2 separate regions of the Muntiacus reevesi genome follow, and region 1 is linked to region 2. A link is a contact called in public Hi-C data. All regions are on one chromosome and are shown on one strand. Each heading gives the region's core, a stretch centred on a gene start, on an enhancer-like site or on the middle of the called end of the contact. The rest is flanking DNA. Distances are from core to core; before and after follow the strand shown. Region 1 holds the start of VIRMA (vir like m6A methyltransferase associated). Region 2 holds the start of PDP1 (pyruvate dehydrogenase phosphatase catalytic subunit 1).

Region 1 (2,700 bases), core at 55-2,554, 560 kb before region 2:
ATGAAGCTCATGAATTACATCTCTCTATGGTTCACCGCTATCTTGAAATTTTAGTGTTTATCACTCCAGTGCTTTTCTTTTTAATTTTGTAACATATATATGCTCCTAAAAATTTATTTTATATGTTTAAAACTATTTAAATGCTGTACACTTTTCAACATGTGAATGGGTATTTGCTTAACCATTTTTTAGATTATCCATGTTAGTACATATAGAACTGCATTTAGCATTAAATACAGCATTCTTTCTACCTGCTTTATATTTTGCATTGCATAAACATACCAGAGTTTACTGATTTTTTTGAGATCTTTTTTCTTTTTGATTATTTCATATTAATGACAATTAAGTTTACAGTTTTTTAAAACTATAAAGTGTTGCCATGAATACTCTTGTATCTGTAGGTATTTCTCTGGGCACATGTGCAAGAAGTTTCGTAAAAGTGGGGTGTGTGGGTATGCATGCTCAGTCGCTTCAGACTCTTTGCCACAGATGAACTGCAGCCCACCAAGTTCCTCTGTCCATAGAATTTTCCAGGCAAGAATACTGGAGTGGGTTGCCATTTTCTGCTCCAGAGGATCTTCCTGATCCAGGGGTCTAACCGGAGTCTCCGGCGTTTCCTCCATTGACAGGTGGCTTCTAGACCACAGAGCCACCTGGGAAGCTAGAAGTGGGGTGGGCACGAGTGATTTTACTAGAGAATTCCTAATTGCTCTCTCCTGCACTTGCGCCACGATACACCAAACAGTTCCAGTTGCCGCAGTGTTTATCAACAGGGAGCCAAGGAGGCTTCCTTTTCACTCTACATGGTAACTGCTCATGGCATTTTACGTTTTACAATTTTTTGAAAATTAAAAAAAAATTCACAGTAAGCCTGTGGATTAGGTATTATGATTGACAAGGGACATTTTTCCAGATGAGAAAACAAAAACAAAAACAAAATAACCTCTTCGTTTTGAGAGTTTCATCTTTAAAAAGAAAAGTGTCTTACTTTTCACGAGCGCTGACTGCACCTTGTTCCTGCCAGCCCTGGAAAAGTTACTTGCTGGCGGGTTCACCGGGACCGGGTATCCTGACTTGGCAGGACTCCCTGACCCTCCTCCGCCTCTGCTAAGCCCGCTCGGCACTCGGCCACCCGGAGGTCGTCGTGGCTCTAAAACGCGGTAGGACGACGCGGTTTGGACCACTGGAGACTCCGTAGTCCTTTCCCCGCCCACCCATCCCCCCTACATCTCTCGGCGCTGGGAGAGCGCTGTCCGCCGCCCTGGAGAACGCTGGGCAGGCGACTTCCGGCAGCGCGACGCGTAGCGATAGGTCCAGACTTCCGGCTCCAGCGCTCTGGTCACGGGAAGTACCGTCGTCTCTCCCTCTCCTCAGCCGCTGTCGCCGAGCTTGGAGGGCTGCCCCGGAAGTCCTCCCCCTTCCCCCGCCCGCGGCAAACATGGCGGTGGACTCGGCGATGGAGCTGCTATTTTTAGACACTTTCAAGCACCCGAGCGCCGAGGTACGTCTTCGCGACGTGATTCCGACCCTGTTTTTCGACGTGGGGACCCTAAAAAAAAAAAAAAGTCGTTAGGCGTGCCTCGACTTTTCCTTGTGCCGATTGCCGCTTTAATTCATCACACACTGTCCTCTCATCCTGGGTGTGGGCGCCGCGTCTGGGGAGGGTGGCGGGAGCTCCCCCACCCCCTCCTCATTTCCCTGAATTACTTGAGGCCCCGCGTCGTCTTTGGTTGAGTTGGCTGCTCTACTTGGCTTTGCTTCCCCCCACTCTCCCACTAGTTCCCTCGGGTCCTCTTTGGGCCTTGAAAAGGATCCTGAGTATCACGTTTACTGCAAGTGGTGTTTCGAAAGGGGTCTTGGACAGCTTGTGCTTGACAGCAGTGTCGGTGACTCAGCGGGTCACGTTGGTTTTCTGGTTTCTAAATTCCTGCTCCTAGGTCCCTTTTCTAACGGGAGTCGTGCCACCCAAGCGTGACATTCATTCGGTTGAAGACTGCAGCGTTCTCCAGTTTGCTCTGAAACTTTAATAAGTACTTATCTCTTAGAAAGATTTCACACGTAAGGACAAGAAGTACACCGAACGTCCTTTGCATGGAGAATACTTGTGAAGAGGAGAGATTTGTAGTCAGACTGTAGAGAACAATTGTGTTGTCTTGAGGGGTGAGAGTGGGCTGTTGTAATTGTTGTGTATTAACTTGAGTGCCCTTGAATGTATGACTCGCTCTGCCATATATAAATTAAATAACTAGTTAACCAGAGGTTCCCGAAAACCGGCCAACAACGAACAGTAATGAAGTCCGTAGAGAAACTTAAAAGAAACCCCAGAGCTCACATTTCTCTTTAAGTGTAGACGTAATTTAGACAACTTTTTTTTTTTTTTAATTGAGGTATACTTGATTTACATTATTAGTTTCAAGAGTACAACATAGTGCTTTACACTTTTTATAGATTATATTGCATTTAGAGATATTATAAAGTATTGGCTGTATTCCCAGTGCTGTACAATATATCCTTGTGTGCACTTCGCTGTGTCTGACTCTGCGACCCCATGGACTATGTAGACCGCCAGGCTCCTCTGTCCGTGGGATTTTACTGGCAAGAATACTGGAGTGGGTTGCCATTTCCTCCTCCGGGGATCTTTCCGGCTCAGGGATCAAACCTGCACCGGCTGCAGTCGGATTCTTTACCTCTGCGGCCACC
Region 2 (2,700 bases), core at 127-2,626:
AAAGCTATACTAATCATTAAATGTGTCAGAACCCCAGTTTATGTAATCCGATTGCATTAAACACCCTGCATAAAGACTCTCTGCGATTTTTCAGCATCTTTGGGCAATGTTTAGCCATTTCACAGCTCCTGTTATCTCTATATGAATGAAGAAACCGTCTGCCTTTGGAAGATTCCGAAGCCCCAAGTCAGCACTTGTTTGATCAGTTTCCTTTGTACCCTACCTCAGGTACAATGGCACTCACTTAAGGCATCAACTGCTATCCTGGTGCAGGATCCCTTTGTACCCCCCTCCCTTTTCTACCTACCTCACCTCTTCATTCCACACAGACCCACCTAAGACCATCCACACGCAAAATCAGTCATCATCCTTCCTGGGTACCCAACGCCAGGTAGTTAAGGGAATACCTACCAATTCGTCTGGGCCCGGGACACACACACATTCTCCTGTCATCACAACACGGAGCCGACAACATCCACAACCCGCGCGGAGAGCAGCAGCGACAGCGGCACCGGCCCATTGAAAAGCAAGGCAGAGATGCTCATTAGAGGAGGCGTCGGCAGGGGAGGCGCGAGAGGAGGAGGGGCGAGGTCTCGCTGCAGCCGGGTGAATGGGGCTAGGAGGTGGGGTGGGGTGGGGTTGGGGAAAGAGGATGGAGGCGCAAGACAGGGAGTGGGGAGGAGGGCGGAAATCTAACCAACAAACCCACCCCTCGGGAGCCGCGGAGCTACAGCTGGAAGCGGCGGGGGCCCGGACGCCGGCGGAGGCGCGCCCCGGGACCGGCCGGTCCATCCAGCCCCGGTGCGGAGCCCACGGGAGTGCGGCATCCTCCGCCCGCCCACGCCGCGCCGGCCGCAGACCTGAAAACCGAGGGTCGGCCCACGGGGGTCACCCTGGAACGGGGGTGTGCGTGTGAGGGGGGGAAATCCTCAGGCCGAGCGACCCCGCGCCACCTGAGCCGCACCTGCCCCGGAATCCACCCTCGCGCCGGCCCTCACGGCGCCCCGGGCGCGGCCAGCGGGCCCACCCCCCCGCCCCGGACCTGGAGCCCCGCGGGCAGCCCCCTGGCGCAGTCACGCCCGCCGCGGCCGCGACGCCCCTCGAGCGCGCACCTGGCGCCCCCAGGCTCGTCTCCTCACGCGCGCCGGCCGCCCCCCTCACAACTTCGGGCGGGCGGAAGAGGATTCCGGACGGTGCGGCTCGGCGCTGGGGTGAGGGAATACGAACCGGGCACGGCAGGGGGAGGAGCCGCTTCTTCTCAACGAGGAGGCGGTGGCGGCGGGGGCACCTCCCGGCAGTCCTTCCTCACGAGCCGCCGCGACTCGCGGGAGCGCGGCCCCGGGCCCCAGGCCGGCTCACTCCGCCCCGCCCCCTCTCGCCCCCTCTCGCCCCCCCAAGCCGAGCCGGGCCCCCGCCCTGCCCCGCCCGAAAGTTCGGGCCCCGAGCGCTTCCCGCCTTCCCATTGGGTGCGCAGTGGCGAGGGGGCGGGGCGCAGCCGAGTGGGCCGCAGCTCGGCGCGTGGGGGCGGAAGAGCCGCGCGCTCCCCGCCCGCTTTGTAACGTCACGAGGGTCAGACACGCCCATTCACTCCGCGTGAGCTGCCCATTGGCTCCGAGGGCCCGCCTCACGTGACCGCGCCCGCGCCCGCGCCCGCTCCCGCACCCACTATAGTCGAGTGAAGGCGGGGCCGCGCGCGGCCGCGGGCTTGACTGAAGGGCCTGGAGGGAGGAAGCGCCGGGGTCCGCACGAGCGTCCCCGAGCGGGCAGGGCCGGTGAACGGCCGTTTCCCGCAGACAGGCTTCCACGACGCCCCGGCACCTCGGCGAGCCTTCTTCCCTCCTTACGGGGGTGGGCTGGGGCTTCGTAGGTTTAGGCTGCGAGAGGAGGCTCCCTTCCCAACGGGAAGCTAAATTCCCAGAGACGGCCCTACCTGGAATAACAAGGCATGAGAGAACCCCGGTGTATCTGAGGCCTGGTTCATGGGATTCTTTTCGGAGCATTGGCTTTGGAGCATGTTTTCTGTCATTTTCTGGACACGTCTCAGGGCCCAGGGAGAGAAAGGCGGTCTGAACAGCAGCCAGGGGAGGTTATGATGAAGAAATTCTTGACTCTGTCAAATAGGTGTGTGTGGTCACATTTTCTGAAAGAAAGTGAAGTCGCTCAGTCGTGTCAGACCCTTTGCCACCCCGTGGACTATAGCCTGCCAGGGTCCTCCATCCATACTTTTCCAGACAAGAGTACTGGAGTGGGCTGCCATTTCCTTCTCCAGGAGATCTTCCCGACCCAGGGATTGAACCCAGGTCTCCCGCATTGTAGGCACACCACGTTTTCTGAAGGACTTTGAAATCAGTGTTTATTTGCCGTGGATAGGAAAAGAGTAGAACGCACAATGCGAAAATGGGAAGAACCCTGGACTTTCTGTGTCAGGACCATCATCCAAGTCACTTCCGCTCCGTGAGACTCAGTTTCCACTTCTGTAAGCTGGGTTGGGGTGGCGTTGGCAGTCTTGGTTAAAGGGTAGACATGGCCGGGACTGCTTCACTTGCTTCTGTCCACACGTAATCCCCTCTTTATTAACCGAGTCATTGATAGTGGCTTCTGAAAACTTCTTTGGAGATGGTATCAGATAGCTCATTGCACTTACCCTGCCTACTGTTAAAAACAGTTAACTGACTTATTAAGCATTTCTGCTTACTAGCC

The links. Hi-C and Micro-C count contacts between places; a contact is called where the count stands out from the background.
Region 1: a contact with region 2 is called in a Hi-C map of muscle, with 6 times the contacts expected there. The contact joins the promoter of VIRMA here to the promoter of PDP1 in region 2. A contact is called at or near these places in 2 of 3 Hi-C or Micro-C datasets (blood and muscle).

The regions. Positions count from the first base shown.
Region 1 is chr12:11,462,979-11,465,678 of mMunRee1.1, reverse strand. VIRMA (vir like m6A methyltransferase associated) reads left to right here and starts at 1,304. Exons shown (of 24, transcript XM_065902509.1): 1 at 1,304-1,501. The coding sequence starts at 1,439.
Region 2 is chr12:10,903,750-10,906,449 of mMunRee1.1, reverse strand. It overlaps PDP1 (pyruvate dehydrogenase phosphatase catalytic subunit 1), which reads right to left and starts at 1,376. Exons shown (of 2, transcript XM_065902757.1): 1 at 1,228-1,376.